Linked DNA regions of Sus scrofa: region 2 is linked to region 1. The links are chromatin contacts, called in public Hi-C maps. All regions are on one chromosome and are shown on one strand. Each heading gives the region's core, a stretch centred on a gene start, on an enhancer-like site or on the middle of the called end of the contact. The rest is flanking DNA. Distances are from core to core; before and after follow the strand shown. Region 1 overlaps ACVR1 (activin receptor type-1). Region 2 has its middle 92 kb from the start of UPP2.

Region 1 (4,803 bases), core at 928-3,427:
CACAGGTTGATGTGAAATCTCACCCAGCTTTAAGTTCCAGTGATAGATCGCTGGGCATCAGATAACAGGAGAATGGCTTTGTCTCCCTTCTCACAAAGAAGGAAAGGTATTCCTCTCAGCTACTGGGGTCTATGTTTCGTTTTCCTCCCTACATACTTAACATCAAGATGAATACTTACGAAACAGAACTGTTTCAGAAATTATGACATCATAGCTCCTTTCAGAAAGTAGTGTCAGCTGTTGAACCATTCATGACTACCAAGAGAAATCTAGGCAACCAAGCCGTCCCCAAGACAGACATCACCTTGGTCACGTTCCCCAAAATATCCATCCTCCCTGTAGATTCCAAAAGGCCACACCTTTCTCTTCCCCACTAGAGCTACCTTCCTCATCACCCATTGTTCAAAGAGTAGGAGGAAAGCCTTGTGGCTACTTACATCTTTAACCCACACAGAATCAGGACAGTACTGACAAAAACCCTTGATCTAGAAATAGAAAAGTCCACGGGAACCTTTAGTGGGCAGCTGGGCCGTGATGTTCCTGTTACACCAGTCCCCTTGGCAGCACTCCACAGCTTGGCCCGGTGACGGAGGCGTCTTACAGGTCATCTTCCCCTGCTCGTAGACCTGGAAGCAGCCTTTCTGGTAGACGTGGAAGCCATCGTTTATACTCAGCGAGGAAAAGCACTGCTGGCCTTCACAGTGGTCCTCGTTCCCACAGGAGAGGCCTTCACACACACACATGTACAGTTTGGGGTTTACCTTGGGCTTCTCATCTGCAAGGAGAGAGAGGAAGGGAAACAAACAAACAAGCAAACAAACAAAAATCACTGCACGGGCTTTATTCACCCCCACTGCTTCTCCAAGACCATTACAAACACATTAACCAAAGAGAAAGTCCAGTGAGGCATCACCAGGCATCACCTGACTAACCACCAAATAATAATCACCTCTCAAAATATGAATATGCTTATATAAGCTGGGTGCTGTTTTAGAGCCTAGTAGCCCCCAAAGTGGTTATCATTTGTCCAAAGGCTTCTGAAAATGAACTTCTCCTACTGTGGTTTTCATGTCGTCTTTGGTCTGATAGGATTTCATATCCCAATTCTTGGATCAAAATAAAATGTTTTACCAGAACATAACACTCACCACCTTTAATTCATGTTTTTAAAAAAAGGCTCCTCAATTAATACCATCTGTTAATACCAGCTCCTGCTGGCTCCATACAAAGCTCCATCAACTACCAATACAAGGGTTGCTGATACTCCTGCCCTCAACTGTCACCAGTATAGTAAGAGTTTACAAGGAGGCATAGTCCATAATTACAAATCCATATTATCCATATTTTCAGCCAGATGTCTAGATTAACTTTTTTTTGGGGGGGGGTGTCTTTCTAGGGCTATGCTCGCAGCTTATGGAGGTTCCCAGGGCAGGGGTGGAATCGGAGCTATGGCTGCTGGCCTACAGTACAGCCACAGCAACACCGGATCCAAGCCACATCTGCAACCTATACCACGGCTCATGGCAATGCCATGATCCTTGACCCACTGAGAGAGGCCAGGGATCGAACCTGTGTCCTCAGGGATACTAATCAGACTCGTTGCCACTGAGCCACGACAGGAACTCCTAGATTAATTTTTCAAAAGAACATTGTTTTTACATTAATAATATAAGTTCTTACATTAATTACTAGGGAATTTATCACTGCTTAAACATTGTCAACTGGCAGGGGAAAAAATTGGCACCAATTATCGAGGACGAAGGCCCCAAAACAATGCCTGAGCAGTAAGGTAATAAGGGGGACCAAAGGAACAGCCCACGCAGGTGGGCCCAAGGTGCTAATGGATCATCAGTGAAGCACAACAAATCAGACCTCCTAGCTGTCTCTTTCTGAAAATACCCATTTGCAGTTTCATCTCTCAAATCACCCTGTCTTTTCCCCTCCCTTGTCAGAATAATTAGTTCAGACTTGCCGGTCCCAACAGTTTCCACTAGTGGGAAAGCAGAGTGAAGCCACAATGTAAACACCCATGTCCTAGAGACCACTGATTAGTTAGATGAGGCACTTTCATCAAAGCACAGTTCATATAAGGAAAGTCAGCTTTCAAACCTCCCTCCAAAGGGCTACAGCACAGACAGGCTGCCTTCTAATCCTTGAACCCTTTGCAGCAGGTCTGTGAGATAACCGCTTCTTTCTTAAAATAACAGGTCATATGGCTGTGCTTTCAAGGGAAGACCTTAAGGTACGGTCTTTGAAAATGTCAAGTTCATTTACACAGATTTGTGTGGGTGTGTGTAGAGGTGTGGGTTATCTCAAAAAGAAGAAAAGCATGCTTCATCGTTCTTCTTCCCTCTTCAAAGAAGTAAAAAATAATTCACTGCCCACTGTAATGTGGGTGCCTCGTCCCACAGAGTAAGTGCATGCAGACACAGAGACACAAGCCTTCTATTTATAATTGATTTGCTAGGTCTTTTGAAAACCACAAGGGGTTCATCCAAGAGCAAAGACATGCCTGAAAGCAGAAAATCCAAAATAGCCGCTGACAGTATATGTATGTCACCAGCCTCACCCCTGAGAATCAAGCGCCCTCAGACATTTTTAATAAGCAAAAATTTTAATGAGCCAGGAAATAGTCTTTATTTTCCCTGCCTAGAGAAATTCCAGCACCAATCTATTTCTATGAGGATATATATTTCTATGAGGATATATATCTGTTGACACAATCCAGTGAAAAGTTTACCCTTGCCAAAAGCAAGTTGAAAGATAATATTTCTAGGGAGTCTAGACATGCTTGCCACTCTCAAATGGCACAAGGCTGGGATAAGGGTTGCCAACTATGCTGCCCAACAGGTGATGGTTCTTTGGAGGGAAATGGACAGCAGGGGGGTGAAAGGGAGGGTTAATGGTGTCATATTGATTTGTTTGTAATTCCAGCAGAGAATTTAAAAAGCTATGTTTAAAAAACTATGAAATAATGCAATTTATGTAAATCTGATATACTAACATGTATTGTAAAACCCTCAATTATTTTTCAAGGTCAATGATACTGAAAAATACACACTTAACACTTTAAAGAGGTTTTATCTTTTGATGCTGGGTTGGGGAGGATGTTTAGTGTTGGAATGAATGATAAAGTGAAAGTAATACAGCAGAGAAGCTGGTCTTGGACCAATAATGAATTGAGGAGTATGAATCATTCAGCTGCATCGACAGCCCACCAGGAACAACAACAAACAAATCCAGACCATGGGGGTTTCAGTCATCACTGAAATGGATCGTCCAGGGTACCAAAGAATTAATGACACTTTGCGGTTTTAATTTAAAAAAAAAAAAAAAAAAGAGTTCCGGTTGTGGCTCAGTGGTAACCAAATCCGACTAGGAACCATGAGGTTACGGGTTCGATCCCTGCCCTTGCTCAGTGGGTTAAGGATCTGGCATTGCCATGAGCTGTAGTGTAGGTCGCAGACACAGCTCAGATCCCGTGTTGCTATGGCTCTGGTGTGGGCCAGCGGCTACAGCTCCGATTAGACCCCTAGCCTGGGAACCTCCATATGCCACAGGTGTGACCCTAGAAAAGACCAAAGGTCATTTTAAAAACTGAAATAACAAAAATAATTTCTTTCACGTGCCCTCAGAGTGAACTCTGCTTTTAAAGTTTCAGCCCAAACGAAACTCTAGGCCCACAGGTGCAAGATGCATCCTGCCTTTCCAAGGTCTCTAGGTTTTGAGAGGATGTGGGGCTGGTCTGACAGATGTTTAAGCTGTAACGCACAGAATTTTGCCAAAATGGAGCAGCCTCAAGTAAATATCATCTTCTGTAAGATTCAACTCATTATGCCTAACTCTGCAGTCCATCCACCACAATGGGGTATAGATCTTAATTAGATTTTAAGATCTAATGGGTGTCATAGACTGAGTCAAAACCCAGGGTTTTCATATCATTTCTGCCACAATCACGAAAAAGGAAAAAAAGACAGCTCTGAATTTTATGCAGTAATTAATTCATGCATCTCTGATATGGAAGGACCATGGGTTCAGTTCAGCAGTTAGCAGATGGAAAAGTACCAAACCTTCACCAACTTCGCTTGCTATTTTACTCTTCACCAACATTTAATCTTTTCTTTTTTCTGGTCTTTTTAGGGCCAAACCCATGGCACATGGAGGTTCCCAGGCTAGGGGTTCAATTGAAGCTGTAGCTGCCGGCCTGAGCCACAGCCACAGCAATGGGGGATCTTAACCCAGAGTGAGGCCAGGGATCAAACCCAAGTCTTCATGGATGCTAGTCGGGTTCATTAACCGCTGAGCCATGATGGGAATTCCTGATCTTCTTACATTGTATATTCCCATATAACTAATTAGCAGAGCCCTTCATGAATCGATTTTTTAAAAATATAGCCAAATGAAAATGAAGACCCTAAATTCACAAGCGAGTCAGAATGACCCTCTGCACCCATGCACACGTCTGCACGTACACACACACCTGAGTTAAATGCCACTTTGGCAATTTCATCTGACAGAGCAGATTAGTTGAAGAGATGCCAAAAGGATTTTCTGAGCTAGGATTACTAATTCAAGAAAGAAGGTTAAAAGCAAGGTAGTTGCATTTTTCAGATCTTAATATCCGTAATTCTGAGGAACACGGCAGGCCTCAAAATTCCTATGACTCACTGTTTTAGTCTTGATAGAATTTAGGAATAACCATAACATGTGTGGGCCTGTGATATCTTATTTGGGGTGGGCCTGTGGGGCAGGGAGGTGTGAGAATTATCACAAAGCCTTTTTAGGGCCGCAGGCAAGGGTCTG
Region 2 (4,803 bases), core at 1,108-3,607, 200 kb after region 1:
TTTCCCTAGAGATGAGAAATTATGATTTTTTTTTAAAAAAGACTTTGTGTCTCTTTAATATGATGTAGTCCCCCTTATTTGCAGGAGGTACGTTCCAAAACCCCCAGTGGATACCTGAAACCCTGGATAGTACCAGGCCTTATATAAGCTATGATTTTTCATATACATACATACCTATGATAAAGTTTAATTTGTAAATTAGACACAGTAAGAGATTAACAACAATAAACAATGATAGGATAGAATTATTATAACAATTTCCTATAATAAAAGTTAAGTGAATGTAGTCTCTCTCTCAAAATGTCTTTCACAAATTTAATGCCATTTTCAACTTAACTAAGCACTTTATCACTCACTGTGGCCATAATTTTGCAGTCTGAGGTACGACAGCAAAAACAGCACAAATTTCTTTTTCCTTCTTCACAATTTCTTACCACAGGTCTTAGCTCAGCATAGTTTCCCTAACCTTATTGAGAACTTTCACCTTTCCACTTAAAGGAAGCCCTTTACAGCTTCCCAGCTTCCTTTGGGCGTATCTTAATTGCCAGCACCATTATTCTTGCACCTTGGAGTCATTAGTAAGTAAAATAAGGGTTACTTGAACACAAACACTGAAATACCACAAACACAGTGGATCTGATAACCAGAGAGGGCTACTCTGGGACTTACAGGTGATGCGCAGATTAAAGGGAAGATTCAAGTCCTGGGCAGGGCACCCAGAGAGACGTAATCACGCTATTCAGACCCTCGCGAGATTTCATCATGCTCCTCAAAATGGCTTGCAATTTAAAACTTACAAATTGTTTATTTCTGGAACTTTCCGCCTATTATTTTGAGACCGTGGTTGACTGAGTAACGGAAGCCACAGAAAGCAAAAGCTGAGATGAGAGGACAACTGTACATATGTCTATTCATGAAACTTTGCCAGAGTGTTTCAGGAATGCCAGTCTAAAGGGTAAATTGACTATTTTGAGAAGATCGTTACTTCTTTAGCTTATTAGAAATAAGCCAATGTGAGATTAGTAATTATCTTTCAAAATGCTAAATTACTTATTTGATTCTGTGGTATTCCAGGCATACAGTAGGTGTTCAGTCAATGTTTGATGAATTATAAAGAGTACCTAAATAGCTTTTACCAGTTCCGGAGAAGTGGAAAGGAATGCTATTTGACGTGGGTTAGCACTGGAATTTTTCCTAAATACACAGATGTTTGAAGGCTTTACTCAATAAAATACTGTACTAGTACAATGAAGTTAGTGGGTATCTTGTTTCCCCAAAGTTAATGACTTTCTCAAGCACTTGGCTTTCTTACCATATGATTAGTCCCATTATTTCTAGGCCAATCAATAGGCATGATTCCAAGATTAAGAGCAATTCGGATCATTATTCTCCTTTCATCACATATCCATTATTTTCTGTTTGAATAAGACCTGTAATCAGGGTTATTTACCAATCTTTATGGTGAAACTTTAAACCACTGATTATTCCTGTCTTCGCAGGTATTAAACGCCATTTCAACCATCTTTTCAATAATTTTGTAGTAGCTAATGAAGTCCATTTTTCCAGATTTTTCAGTCCACTGACGGTATATTGAACCCCCAAGAGTCTTTAAAAAGTATGTTGTTTAATTGGTGGCAGCTGTTCCTTAGGAAGTTACCTAAGTATATAAAAGTGTTTTTGCCATTTAATAGCCTTAAAAAAAACAAAACAAAACATACACACACAAAGTTACTCTTAACATATATATGGAGTACATATAAAGGTCCCCTGAAGTTCTTTGATAGCAAACATTTCAAATATAACTAACATACACAAGAAATTATAGGACAGTATCCTTTAATTTGGGATTTAATTACTGAAGCTTAAAATATATATATTCTTTTGGTACTGTGGATAGATATCTTCAAGAGAAATTACTAATTCTTTGTAGTTAATTCTAAAGCATGTACATTCTATATTACTTGAATGCAACATTTTCCTGCTTTGTCCTTGAATTCTTTCCAGAAATCATTAAGTACTGGATACATACAGTAATAGAGATATGCTTAAATGTCACTATTAATCCAGTTTATAACCACTAACTTCTTACATGAGAAATTTCAAAAAGAAACGCTTACACAGACATCTAATGTCCAAAAGAACCAGAGCCAAATATAATGACTTTACAGCTGAAAGACAGCCAACATGCACATTTTCTGAGTGTGGTTTTACCGAGAGTCTGCACGCAGATGAAATATGAATTTTAAAAACATAATCTTCATGGAAAAAGTCCTTCTTGTCATAGCACTGGGCTGACTTTCAAGCCAAGGTCAAAGTCCTTTCTGCAGGTCTATTTTTAGGTTTTCCATTTCTCACCAGGACGCTCTTGGTTTTGCATTAGTGGGACACAGGCTGCATCGTGCTGCAGAAAGAGGAGGGACGCCTCCCCTCTGCAGCTTTCCCTGCTGCTGTCCGCAGACTCTGCAGACTCCCTGCCTCTGCATCCCAGGGGTCAATTGTCACGCTCCAGCTGCCCCCCAACCCCACCCCCTGTGGTTACTTTGCCCCATTAAGCAGGGTGTTCCTGAGATAGCAAAGGCATACTTGGCACTCTCCCTCCTTTTGTCTCTCGGATTTTCTGAGACAGGGGCAACCTCATGTGAGTGTTATTAATCAAGAATTGTCTAGATCTTCAAACTAAACCTGAAGGAAAAAGTAGTGAGGTCAAAGTGATTAATTTAGATTGAGATGGAAGAGATCAGGATAGAAGAGCCTGTTGATAGAAAATGTCAAACGCCATTCATTTATTTTTGAAATTGATTACAGAGCACATAGAAGACTGTAATAAAATAAATAAATAAATGCATTTCCCTTTCATATTATGGCCTTTCACTGAAAGAGACAGAGGAATGAAGAGAAAGGATCAGGAAGAAAGACAAGCAAGCAAACTTGATGTGGGCAGGATCTCCTCCGAGGGGAAAACATCTAATAATAAGCACATATATTTTTCTCTAAAAAGATCACTTGTTTTTTAAGAGGAGTATTTTCTTTAAATTTTTTTTATTAAAGTGTAGTTGACTCGCAATGTTGTGCCAATTTCTGCTGTACAGAAAAGTGACCTAGTCATACATATATGTACATTCCCTTTCTAAGAGGAGTATTTTCTAAATTTGTTATAAGCAGTGATTTGATTTTATAAAAATTTAGAAGCATAGACATCCATAAAACATTTTTTTCCTAGTTTTCAATGAAGAAAGATATAAATAATGCTGTTCTGGATGTTGGAGTATATTGTAGCCACTCCTCATGCCCCCACAAAAGTTTACTTTCATTGCATAGCAGCCCCATCTGGTGGTTATCTGTAAACTTTCCACTAAAGATACGTTGCATTTTCACAGTTCTGGGCATAAGTGGGATCCTCTCTTAATTTTCCCAGTAGGTGAGATGAAGTTAAGCAGGAAAGACAGAAGAGCAGGCATCAATTCAGTTTAAAAGGCCACAGATTGGAAAGGGGAATACGTGGCAGGGATTCAGTAAATGCAGGTTGAATTAATGTTGAGTGAAGTGGGAGTTGTGCTAAAAGCTGAGAGCGAGTGTGGTGAGGCCCCTAATGAACCTGAGAAAGCATTTGACCTTGCACTTCTCTGCTTCACTAGACCTGGGAGACTGGCTTACCCATCTCTGTAGCCTGACCTCTTAACATAGCTTTGCAGTGTCAGGCCCCTGCCCTGGGAGCACACTGGATTTACATGGCTGTGTTTCAGCTGGAGGGAATCCAGCAGCCAGCAGGACAGAACAAGTGATCAGCTCAGGGAGAGTGGAAGCAGGACTCTTTTTTCATCCTGTTTGCCTTTTTTTTTTTTTTTTTTTTTTTAAGGGCTGCATGTGCAGCATATGGAAGTTCCCAGGCTAGGGGCCAAATCGGAGCTACAGCCGCCGGCCTACGCCACAACCATGGCAACACCAGATCTGAACTGCAACTGTGACTTACACAGTATGTGATGGCAGCGCCAGATCCTTAACCCACTGAGCGAGAACAGGAATTGAACACGTGTCGTTGCACAGACAACGTCCGGTCCTTAACCCGCTGAGCCACAACAGGAACTCCTCTCCTCTGCTTCTTAACTGGCTCTTTGCCACTTCCAGGCCCACATCTTCATAGCTCTCTAACTAGTGGCAACAGGCATGTGATAATATTAGTTCTTTCTCCTGAGAAGGAGGAGGGTGCTTACCTATCGGTCTCCTCTGCATCTTTAGGTATCTGGTCAAAAACGCCTTCACGCGGGAGTAAAGGGAGCTCTGAGGGGAGAACAGCAAAGGAGCACATGCTGGGGAGGGGAAATTTTGTGCCGCTTGTTTGGACAGAAGGCAAGCCCAGGGGTTTTATTTTATGTTGTTTACGCAGGAAAGTCACAGATAGGGGCTTCCCAAGAGACTGTCTTCTGTAGCCACTGTCTGCTCCAAGCCATTCCAAGAGCTGCCTCTTACTCCCACAGCTGGCAGAAGCTGCTTCTGCCGGGTCCCTGATGGGGAAAAACTGAGCTATTTAGGATTGAACTGCCCACCTACTGTTAAGTAATGTTCTGTCTCCAGCGCAGTCTTTCCATGGAGGAAAATGTGCTGTAAATGTGCTGTACACTTGGCTGCAGCCTCGCCTACGCATTTGCTTGACAGGCCTGAACTGCAGCTCCGAGGCCCAACTCTGAACCAGCAAGTGGTCTCTGAAGACTCTTCTGGCATCAGCATCCAGACTACAGCTGGGGTGGGTAGGGCTGGCGACTAGTCTGCGAGGAGGGTCTGGTGGAATCAATTAGGAAAGTTAAG

The links. Hi-C and Micro-C count contacts between places; a contact is called where the count stands out from the background.
Region 2: a contact with region 1 is called in a Hi-C map of skeletal muscle, with 7 times the contacts expected there. The contact joins two enhancer-like sites. A contact is called at or near these places in 2 of 5 promoter capture datasets (fetal liver and liver), 33 of 47 Hi-C or Micro-C datasets (adipocytes, adipose tissue, alveolar macrophages and 18 more) and 2 of 2 datasets of contacts at active chromatin or transcription factors (alveolar macrophages and skeletal muscle).

Annotation. Positions count from the first base shown.
Region 1 is chr15:64,794,339-64,799,141 of Sscrofa11.1, forward strand. It overlaps ACVR1 (activin receptor type-1), which reads right to left. Exons shown (of 11, transcript XM_001927798.7): 4 at 512-775. Among named protein-coding and RNA genes, the nearest start is that of ACVR1, 95 kb to the right of the region's middle. Within about 2 kb of position 2,178, at least 3 of the 83 cell types and tissues checked have an H3K27ac peak or open chromatin away from gene starts, as enhancers often do. A contact at or near this core is called in skeletal muscle, where this site is marked.
Region 2 is chr15:64,993,799-64,998,601 of Sscrofa11.1, forward strand. No RefSeq gene overlaps it. Among named protein-coding and RNA genes, the nearest start is that of UPP2, 92 kb to the right of the region's middle. Within about 2 kb of position 2,358, at least 8 of the 83 cell types and tissues checked have an H3K27ac peak or open chromatin away from gene starts, as enhancers often do. A contact at or near this core is called in skeletal muscle, where this site is marked.